Linked DNA regions of Zea mays: region 1 is linked to region 2. Evidence: chromatin contacts called from public Hi-C data. All regions are on one chromosome and are shown on one strand. Each heading gives the region's core, a stretch centred on a gene start, on an enhancer-like site or on the middle of the called end of the contact. The rest is flanking DNA. Distances are from core to core; before and after follow the strand shown.

Region 1 (5,262 bases), core at 2,612-5,111, 220 kb before region 2:
CAGTTTGTAACCTCCACAAACAGTATAGAGCATCAACATTTGAATGGCTGCAAGGATAATGGTGAAAGAAGTTTGGGAGTATAATATGCATGAAAAGTAGTTTCTATAAGAAGTTCATGAACATATAGTACATGATTTTGAAGCTCCAATTTTTCAGAGATACTCCTTCATTTCATTTTTACTAGACGTGTTAGATTTTGAAAAGTCAAACTTCGTAAATTTGGCCAACAATAGGTCTAAAAGTTAATGGATAGGTTCATATTTCAGATATTTGTCACTAAGATATTGATTTTGTAGCAATTGATGGTACATTGTAAGATAAATTGGTGATCAAGTATATCTCGGAAGACTTCTCCAGATCAAGAAAATGAAAAAAACATTTGTGTGTACAACTGTAACATGCCTACTACAAATGGAGGTGGTACACCGTGGTAGTTTACGAGAGAGAAAATGAAAAAACATGTGTGTACAACTGTACATTTATAAATCCCTGAGACTTTGTGAAGCTTTAACAAAAAGAATTTGGTACATGCATATAGCTCTTGGGAATCACCAGGCAGCATAAGCCACAAGCACCCATCCAGCAACGTCAACGATCAAGAAAAAAAACAGCTGTTTCGATACCCCCAATGTTCAATTATTGGTGTTTCAAAATATATAAATATATCTGGGACTGAAAATTATGGTCTCAAGAAAATTAGGGTCACATAGTTCAATGGTATAGCAAGGAACGGTACTGTGGTTTACAGAGAAAATATATTACTACACAGAAAAAGGAGGCACAGAGAAATGAGAAACTAGGCAAGCAAATAAGCTGCATCAATGCAGCCAAGGAAGTACCACCAACGTAACAGCATCCACATGTTCATCTTGTTAATAGAGCTTACCAAGTTCTCAGCGCCTGGAAGGTTAGCTCTCTTGGCCAGATTCACAGCAAGCTCAAGGTTGTTTAACTGCATATCAAGTTGTGTTAAAAGAATTACCTAATGTATAGATCAGGAAAGGAGGACCAGAAAGTGTAGAAGAACATACTTGGCCACTGACAAAAGGTACAACAGTTGCATCATTAACTGTGGCATGTAAAACCTGCCCTCTTCTGTTGATGGCATAAAATCCACCAGTAGAGGAAGATTCCGCCGTCAAGAATATAGGGTCTGGACTGATTCTATTTCTGTAAACTGCCGCGGCAGTTTCCAAGTCATATACAAACAAAAGGCCAAGCTTAGTAATTACATAGATAAGCCCATACTTTTGTGAAACCTGCAGCGAAGATAGAATAAAAACATATTAGGTCTAACAATTACACATCTTTCCCCTATGAGTGTACAATTTTTTCCATAAAACGCTAACCTGCATAGCTACAGGAAAATCATCCTGGAAATCTGGGGGGAAGAAGAGGTCGGCTTGTTTCTTAGAAAAACCAGGTTTCCCTACAACCAAACAATCAATAAGAACAATGGTGAATTGGTGATATCAGTATACTGCAATGTTTTTAAAAAAAACGAATCTCGCACAAAAAATAACCAGTGTGGTACGAGAAGTTTGAGATGTAGCACTAGAAAGAATAAAAAACGCAATCAATTTGGTGATTTTTAAATACAAACCTGGCTGTGCACCCAGTTCAATAACATGCAACTTTGAAGTGATCTGTCCAGCATTAGTTGTCTTTGAGGCGAAACAAATAAGAGTTGATGGATTCTCATTACCAACAACCTGGACAGATAAGATAAAGGTTGCTAAATAACTAAATACCAGAAATAAAACAAGAATATAAGGTAATAAGCATCATAAATAACTGAAAGGGTACCTTAAATGTTGCAAAAGATGCTGCGTGGGCTTCAAGTGCCTGGCTACGCTGTTGATCGACAGAAAAAAGTTGCATATTTCCCTTCACCAGTTGTGGCCTCTGGTTGCACGAAAATGAGGGAGCGACAATATGAGAAGAATGTACAACCAAGTACTACGTAAAAACTAATTACTACCTACAGAAACTGCCATGTTTGTTCAACTACAAAATGACTGAGCTTTACAGAGACATTGTTGTTTATCATAAGAGGATTGAAATTTCAGTAATATTTGCTTTCAACACTCATTTGACATGTGCTCTGCTGTAATGATGTAACTAGAAATAAATTTCAGTAAGAGAATACCTCTGGGGCTCCAGGTGCAATTCCAATAAGTACAAGCCACTTCTCCGCTGGGTCACATCGATAGTTGATGATCTGATTGTTTGCCAGATTAGCTGTCCTATCAAACATCTTCAAGGGCTCAGAATCACCTTCAATCGACCAGTGGTAAACAGATGTTTGTGTCACTAAACCCAACAATTTGGGAGTGATCCATTTCCAGAATACAACCTGCAGTTGAAAAGTAAATATATCGAACATGTTACTTCAAGTACATCTCATTGACAGCTAGGAAAAGAGTCATATGCAAAAAATCATATTGAAAAGTCTTTTGTACCTGCTCCGGCATCTGGTGGGACTTGACCTTAGTCTTAGCCTCGATGTTGAATATTTGGAGGTGATCCTGTGTTGTTCCAGGTATTTGGGCTGCAAAAAATCAGCAGATGTTTACCATTTTTACAACTATTCTCAAACTATACGTTAAGCAGCTATATATAGCTACTGGTACTCGATGTCTGAACCAGTCATTTGATTTGGTAATTGCTAGCATCAATATCCATGCTGTAGTAGAGTATCCGAGCCAACAGCAATGTGACAAGTAAGAACTCCGTGCTCGAACATAAGTTAAACAAGCAATGCCCAATTATAAGAAAATAGGAAGCCGTCGATCCAATGTGAGCAGCAACACCGAAGACTAAAACAGAGTAGAATTACAATCCTAATGGTTCCATGCTATGCTAAACTAAATTGGATCTGGCTTGTTGCAGTGACAATGACTATATGAATTACAAATGTATGGCAGGCTAGAATTATAGCACCCCATGTTGCCAGAGCCTCGTTCGTTCTACATGGCTTGCACACAGGATCAGGCTGCACAGATCTTAAGCAAAGGCTTGATGTCACTATCTAGTGCAAAATTCAGCCGCCATAGTAGGAAACCAGAAACTTAGGTCGCTGCGGAATTCCTAGAGAGGCGACTGACTATTCAACAGGGACTTTGACTAGAATGGGCATGATGAGAATGAGATCCCACGAAGTGGAGTGCACCGAATGGGCTAGATCTATAGGAGGTGCGGGCGGTAGGTAGAGGCAGCAAGTCCGAACCTTTGAGGGCGAGGATCCTGGTGTTGGGGTTCATGAGGGCGGAGTCGGCGGTGATGGGCCGTCGGAGCGGCTGCATGGGCATGGCCATGTCGATGATGACGACGCTGTTCTGCGGGGAGGTCTCGCGGACGCAGATGTACTTCTCCGACTCCATGGTGACGTGGGTGAAGGTGACGAACTGCGGCGCGATGCCCAGGCTCGTGAGCTGCGGATAACGAGCAACGAATGATCGGTGAGTGAGTGGATGGAGATCTGTACTGCATAATAGAGGAGAGGGAGGTGGCGGAGGTATTACCGTGAGCGCCTCGCGCATGGCGATGGGGGCGTTGGCCGCCGCCATGGCAACGGGCGGCGGTGCCGAGATCTCTCTCGGCTAGCCTGAGGTGGAAGGGGGAGGGAGGCAGTCGGGATCCGGGGAGAGAAGGAGAGATCTGATCTAAGCAAGCGACGCGACGGAACCAACCAGCACAACACAGCGGTGCGGGCCGCGGGGAGCCGGGGAAGGGGAAAGGAGAGAGAGAAGACAGCACGAGATGCCGGGGAATTTTTAGTTACCCAGGAGGTTGAAGAGGATAATCCCTTTTGGCTGCCATCCCTTTTTATTCAATTTCAATCCTCTCACCGCATCTCTAACTGGACAAGTTTTTAGTGGCGTCCCTACCATGTGAACATGATTCAATCTGAGACAGTGTTAGTTTACCAAGGCCTTGTTCGTTTCTATCAGATTGGTGGGTCGGAACAATTCCTAACCGGATTGTTTCTCTAATTTATATAAACTTTGATTAGGGGGAACGATTCCGGGTGCAATTCGACATAAGCGAACAAGCCCTAAAGGGCAAAACAAAAATTGCAAAGGAAGTGACAGATGCTATTTTTTATTTTTTATTACTGTCTTCATTCTAAATAAATCAAAAAATCACCACTGATTTATAACGACTTAGGCCTTGTTTAGATGCAACTTAGTTTTTAAGAAAACAGTTTTTATCTTTTAGCTATGAAAAAACTTTTAGCTATGAGAGATCATCTTTTTGGTTTTTAAGAAACTGATAATCTAATTTCTATAAACTGAGTCATAAAGTGGTACGTTTGTAATCACCTCAATTTCTATAAACCGGTATCATAAAAATTGTGTGCTTCCAAATATGGCCTTAATTTTGTGAACATGGTGTAGCTAATGATCATAGAAGAAACATGAGAGCTCGTGATAATAAAAGCAAAAACTACATATAAAGTCAAATCTCTAATATACTTAAAGCATCAGTTTCATCGGCCGTCTCACGTCATAATTTTATAAAAAACCATCACCTTTTCTTTAATCGGCCAACACTTCTATCCTCCTCTTCCTAGCGTCAGGTCCGGAGGAGACGGTTCAGTCTATCACATGATCCGATTCTCCGCGCTTAACCGAACTCCATCGATATAAACTCCCTCCTCTACTTCCCCAATCAATCGCGCAGCCGCCGCCACTCCCCTCCTCTCTCCACATCGCAGGAGCTCAAGGCCACCACCAGCCACATCAAGCAGTTCTCGCAGGACCTCACCAAGGGCTTCACGTGCACCCAGAGTCGCGCCAATCTCGCGGCGGGGGAGCCACCGCCCACCGCACCCTCGGCACCGACACCGCCCTCGAGGCCCACACCCAGCGCCGCCGCTGCGCGTAGCTCGACCGCACCAAGTCCGATGCGCAAACTTGTTGTTTTCTAGGCGGCGGGGATGGCATGCTCGAGACGGCGTATGGCGTGCCAACTACGAGGAAACCTAGGCTACGACAATGATCGTTGTCCACGAACGCGAGCTTGTCCCACCGCACAACCTCCGCGAGACCTGCCGCGGAGAGCGATGCTAGATCGGAGTGGCGCAGGATGGTGGTGACGATGAAGTGTTGCTTCTCGTACGTGGCCGGCACCACACCCTACTATAGTCGTTGCTCTTCGGGCCCCTTTTCCGACGACGACTTCCATGCTGTCTCCACCGCCATCTCCGGGAAACCCCAGTAAGATATCCATCTGCCCATGTTTCTATCGCCACTCGC
Region 2 (5,707 bases), core at 2,771-5,270:
GTCTGAAAAATGCTGGTGCTACTTATCAGAGGGCTATGAATTTGATCTTCCATGAATTGTTAGGAAACACTGTGGAAGTTTACATTGATGATATTAGTCAAATCGGCTGAGTTTAGTTCTCATATAGCTGATTTGCGCAAAGCCTTTGATAAAATGCGTCAGTATGGTTTGAAAATGAACCCACGAAAATGTGCTTTTGGAGTGTCGGCTGGTAAGTTTTTAGGATTTGTCATACATGAACATGGTATAGAGATAGACCCTGACCGAATCAAGTCTATTCGGAATGTGGGACCTCCGACCTGTAAGGTCGAGGTACAGATGTTTCTCGGCAAGGTGAATTATTTACAAAGGTTTATTTCTAACCTAGCCGGGAAGATTGATGCGTTCACCCCTATTCTTCGGCTTAAGAATGATGCCGAATTCGCTTGGGGGCAGAACAGCAAGAAGCATTTGATCTCATCAAAAAATACTTATCTTCGGCTCCCATATTAAAAGCACCACGAGCAGGGGTACCATTCCGATTATACATCGCAGCTGAGGATAAGGTCATTGGGGCTGTTCTGACACAAGAAACTGAGGGGAAGGAGCATGTGGTGACATATCTAAGCCGAAGGTTGGTGGATGCTGAAACAAGGTACAGTTTTATTGAAAAGTTATGCTTATGCTTGTTTTTTGCATGCACCAAATGTAGATGTTATTTACTGTCTAGTCATTGCACTGTTTCTGGTCAAGCCGATGTGATCAAATACATGTTGCATAACCCAATTATGAGTGGTAGAATTGGTAAGTGGGCTTATGCACTCATAGAATATGACTTGGCCTATGAACCATTGAAATCTATGAAAGGCCAAGTCATAGCGGATTTCATTGTAGAACATCGGGTTAATGATATTCATGAACTAGACATGTCATACCTCACTATTACTCCTTGGACTTTATATTTTGATGGATCGGTTTGCAATGAAGGGCAAGGAATTGGCATTGTGCTTGTTTCATCAAGTAATGTCTCCTTTGACTTCTCTAGCCGATTGAAAACTTATTGCACTAATAATCAAGCTGAATATGAGGCCCTCCTATTCGGCTTAGAACTTTTAAATGGTATGGGAGTAAAACATGTAAAGGTATTTGGTGATTCTCAGCTGGTTGTCCAACAAGTGTTAGAAGAATATCAATGTTTTGATGGTACTCTAAATAGTTACCTTGAGAAATGTTGGAGCATAATTCATTCTTTTGACGAATTCAGTATTCGGCATATCTCTAGAGTTGATAATCATAGAGCTAACGATTTGGCACAAGATGCATCAGGTTATCAGATAAAGAGAGGGAAGTTTCACAAAACTGAAAATTTGATAACCAGTGCAGAGCCAAATTCCCAGGTCGCGGACTGTCCGCGTGATGGCGCCGGACCGTCCGGGGTTACCAGAAATGTTCTCTTAATTGATTCGGCTGACGGTGAAGCCGATGCAAGAGATTGGAGGACACCTATACTTAATTATTTACGAAATCCCAATATCAAAACAGATAAGAACATTCGGCGAACAGCTTTCAAGTATGTTTTGATGAGTGACGAACTTTACCATCGAACAGTCAATGACATCCTGCTTAAGTGCTTGGGCCCAGATGATGCTATATTAGCCATGGCCGAAGTACATGAAGGGATTTGTGGTACTCATCAATCAGCTCCAAAGATGAAGTGGTTGTTGCGAAGGTCCGGTTTTTATTGGCCTAGTATGATAGCTGATTGTTCCAAGTACTACAAGGGTTGCCAAGTGTGTCAAAAGTTCGGCGACCTACAGTTGGTCCCTGCAGCCGAATTACATCCTATCATCAAGCCTTGGCCGTTCAGAGGATGGGGATTAGACTTTATTGGAGAAATCCATCCTTCATCATCAAAGGGACATCGGTTTGTGTTAGTTGCCACTGACTACTTCACCAAATGGACTGAAGCCGTTGCTCTAAAGAACATGACACACAAGGAGGTAATCGAGTTTATAACTGAGCATATTATTCATAGATTCGACATTCCCCAGACCTTAACTACAGATCAAGGTACTTCTTTTATGTCAAAGGAGGTACGTGAATTTGCTGAATTATACAAAATTAAGCTGCTTAATTCATCTCCATATTATGCTCAGGCCAATAGTCAGGCCGAGTCTAGCAATAGGACATTGATTAATTTGATAAAAAAGAAAATATCTGATAATCCTAAACATTGGCATAAGATTTTGTCTGAAGCTTTATGGGCTCATAGGATATCTAAACATAGGGCTACTAAAGTATCTCCTTTTGAGCTTGTCTATGGGCAGGAAGCAGTGTTGCCTGTGGAAATAAGTTTGAATGCTGTCAGGTTCGCCAAACAAAATGATCTAAGTGCTACTGATTATTATGATTCAATGATTGATAATATTGATGAGGTGATCGACAAGAGGATGATAGCTTTGGGAGCAATAGAAAAGGACAAGATCATGGTAGCCAGGGCCTACAACAAGAAGGTCAAAGCAAAATCATTTCAAGTAGGGGACCTGGTGTGGAAGACCATTCTGCCTCTAAGGAATAAAGACCGGAAGTTCGGGAAATGGTCACCAAGCTGGGAAGGTCCTTATAAAGTAAAACAGGTGATGTCTGGCAACGCCTATTTGCTACAAACATTACAAGGCAAGGACTTGCCTAAGGCTTTGAATGGGCGTTTCCTCAAACAGTACCATCCTAGTATGTGGCAAGATGCCTAAGAGAACCGATGTAATCACATCGAGTTAGTTGCCTTTGGTTTGCTCAGCTCCACCAAAAGGCAGGGGGGCATATGTTGAGTTCCATTTTGAGCGGGCGGACGGTCCGGCCCTGAGGCCGGACGGTCCGCGGTCCGGACAGTCCGCGCCTGTGGGCCGGACGGTCCGCGCATTGGCAGAGCAGTTTAGGGTTCCGAGTTTTGTGCTATGTTTGTTGGCTAGATTTGCGGAATTAGCTCGGAATCCAGTCGTGTAAAGGGTCCAGCCCCCCTCCTCTATAAAAAGAGAGGCCTACGGCCGATTTGTAATCATCAATCGAATCAATACAACTTCTATTTCGCATTTTATCCTAGGAGTAGTTCTAGTCTAGTTTAGCCCCTCGATCCCCAAATTCTCCGCCTCTCCTCGACTCTACGTCGATTAGAGGAGTCTAGGTCGGCCTGCCCGAGCCTAGACAACCCCTAGGATCTCTCCTCCCCGACGGGGTCCCTCCCGGGAGCGAGATCCAGGCGCCGTCGGCGATCTTCCGCCGCTCCTGCGCACGCGCGGACCGTCCGGCCGTCAGGCAGGAAACCTTAGCCCCTGCGCCAGGTCGCGGACCGTCCGGCCCCAGGCCGCGGACCGTCCGCGCCTGACCAGAGAGCACCGCCGCCGGTTCTTCTTGAGTATTTGGCGCTCCGAAAAAGCGTCAACACACGCCCATCGCCCCGGCTAGGTCTTAACTACGCGTGACCGTGTCGTGGGCCTGCATGGCCGCGCCGTGTGCGGACCCGGCCGCGCCCTGTGCGGACCCGGTCGCGCCCGTGTCCTTTTTCTGGTCATGACTGTTGACTGAAGGGAGGAAGAAGCCAACGGTAGAACTGTACAAGTGGCAACTCCATCAGGATTATTGCCCTTCACTAGATTTGAAGGTGAAATTTATTTAGCCAAACAGTTTTACAATGAATCTTAGATCCACCAGTGGAGCTACTCCAATATAAAGTCTTAGATTCAGATTCACATTTTTATTAATGAGATTGTTGCAAATAAATCTTTAAAAGTGAAAAAATAAAATCTTTTATATCAGTATGTAAATGAGAATATAGAGAAGGCACATGGAGCCTAGAGGATATTGTTCGAGTAGCTTCTTCTTTGTGGCTAGAAAGAAAGTCAAGTCAATGGCGCATGAGTCGACACGTCAGTTGGGTGGCATGTCCCAATCACCATGTCCATGTACGCGGTGCCGACGAGGTACTCCCTCCCTCCGCTCTCTTTTAAATTACTGGGTGCCTGGGTGGGTGTCTAGGACTAGGAGTCCAGTAGCCTGCTAGCTATCTATCAGTGATCCCTCGCGAACGATGTGGGACGGGCTGGAGAGCGCGGCGACCGTGGCGCAGCTGGTCGGTCTCGACGTCGGCGGCCTCATCACCATGATCGGGCAGGCGGCGCGGAAGGCTCGGCAGAACACCAAGGACTGCGAGCACCTAGCCCGCCGCGTCGGCATGCTCGCGGAGCTGGTCCCCCACCTGCAGGACCCGGAGGCCAGGCGGGCGGTGGCCGGGCTCAAAGATGCGCTCGTGGAGGCTCACCAGCTCATCACATCCTGCCAGAGGAGGGGGCTCACGTCCCAGCTGTTCTCGGCGTCCAGGCAGGCCGACAGGTTCAGGGACGTCGAGCGCAAGATCGAAACCTGCGTGTCCATCATCCCTGTCATCGGCTACATCGGCATAACAAGACGCCTCGATGGTTCGCAATCCCAGTCCCAGCTGGTAAGTGTTCATCGTCGTCTATCCATCGTCAAGTCAACTCTCTTTCTTTCTGTGATGCATGTATTGTCTTGGATCAGTCGGCGGGAGGGGCTGAGGATCGGGAGTTCACGCTGGCGGAGATCGCCGTGGCCACCAACAACTTCGCCGTCGTGCTCAGCAACGACGCCGACACTGGCACCAAGGTATACAAGGGAAGGCTCCTGCAGAACGGGCCTGAGGTGGCCGTCAAGCGCCTCAACCGCGCGCGGCGGGGAGCGGAGGACGCCTTCTTCGCGGAGCAGCACATCCTCTCGCCGCTCCGCCACGACCGCATCGTCCGCCTCCTGGGCACCTGCGCCGACGACGGCGAGCGCATGCTGCTCACCCAGTACATGCCCAACGGCTCGCTCCACGACCACCTGCACGGGCACCACCTGTCGTCCTCGTCGGCGTCGCCGGTGACGGCGTCCTGGAGGACTCGCGTCCAGGTGCTGGTTGGCACGGCGCGCGCCGTCGAGCACCTGCACTGCCACGCCGTGCCTCTCATCATCCACGGCAACGTCGCCTCCTCCAACGTCCTCCTGGACGCCGCCTGGGCGCCGCGCCTGGCCGGCTTCGGCGCATCGGTGTGGCGCGCGGCCGGCGTGGACTCCCAGCCCGTGGAGGTCGCCGGCGCCGCGTCGTGCGGCGGGTACGCCGACCCGGAGTACTGCGGCACGGGCCGGATCAGGCCGGCGAGCGACGTTTACGGCCTCGGCGTGCTGATGCTCGAGGTCCTGACGGGGCAACCACCGGTGGTCAGTGTCTGGGACGCGGCGAAGCAGGGCGTGGTGGCCGTGACCTTGGCGTCGTTCGCGCTGCCGAGCATCCAGGCCGGCCGGCTTGGGGACGTGCTCGACAGGCGTCCGGCGCCGCAGCAGCTCCAGCCGCTGCAGCTGGTGGCCAACATGGCGGCGCGTTGTCTGCATCTGCAGGGGGGTAGTCGCCCGGCCATATCAGACGTCGTCGCCAACCTCGAGCAGGCACTCCGCCTCATATGAAAGCATGTGGACATCTTTGCTTGTACAAAAGTGAACTTGCTTGTCGTTCAGCTAGCTATGATGCTCAAACTGTGTCTGTGTGTACGTTTGGTCCGTGCGAGTCCTCCTAGTAGACCATGGTAGACTTGCAACATTTGCGCAACATCTCCTACTAGAGAAGCAGCAGGGTGCATCAATGATGGTGCCCAAATATGGCTGCCAGCGTCCTTGCATT

The links. A called contact is a pair of places that touch in the nucleus more often than the background predicts.
Region 1: a contact with region 2 is called in a Hi-C map of ear, with 1.6 times the contacts expected there. The contact joins the promoter of LOC103652644 here to the promoter of LOC100193199 in region 2. A contact is called at or near these places in 2 of 25 Hi-C or Micro-C datasets (ear and tassel).

Annotation. Positions count from the first base shown.
Region 1 is chr3:235,311,410-235,316,671 of Zm-B73-REFERENCE-NAM-5.0, reverse strand. It overlaps LOC103652644 (clathrin heavy chain 1), which reads right to left and starts at 3,861. Exons shown (of 29, transcript XM_020550623.1): 1 at 3,526-3,861; 2 at 3,231-3,435; 3 at 2,464-2,552; 4 at 2,151-2,357; 5 at 1,808-1,906; 6 at 1,605-1,713; 7 at 1,351-1,430; 8 at 1,033-1,260; 9 at 888-953. The coding sequence starts at 3,570.
Region 2 is chr3:235,088,714-235,094,420 of Zm-B73-REFERENCE-NAM-5.0, reverse strand. It overlaps LOC100193199 (putative CRINKLY4-like receptor protein kinase family protein), which reads left to right and starts at 4,020. Exons shown (of 2, transcript NM_001138353.1): 1 at 4,020-4,474; 2 at 4,552-5,707. The coding sequence starts at 4,064. The coding sequence ends at 5,493.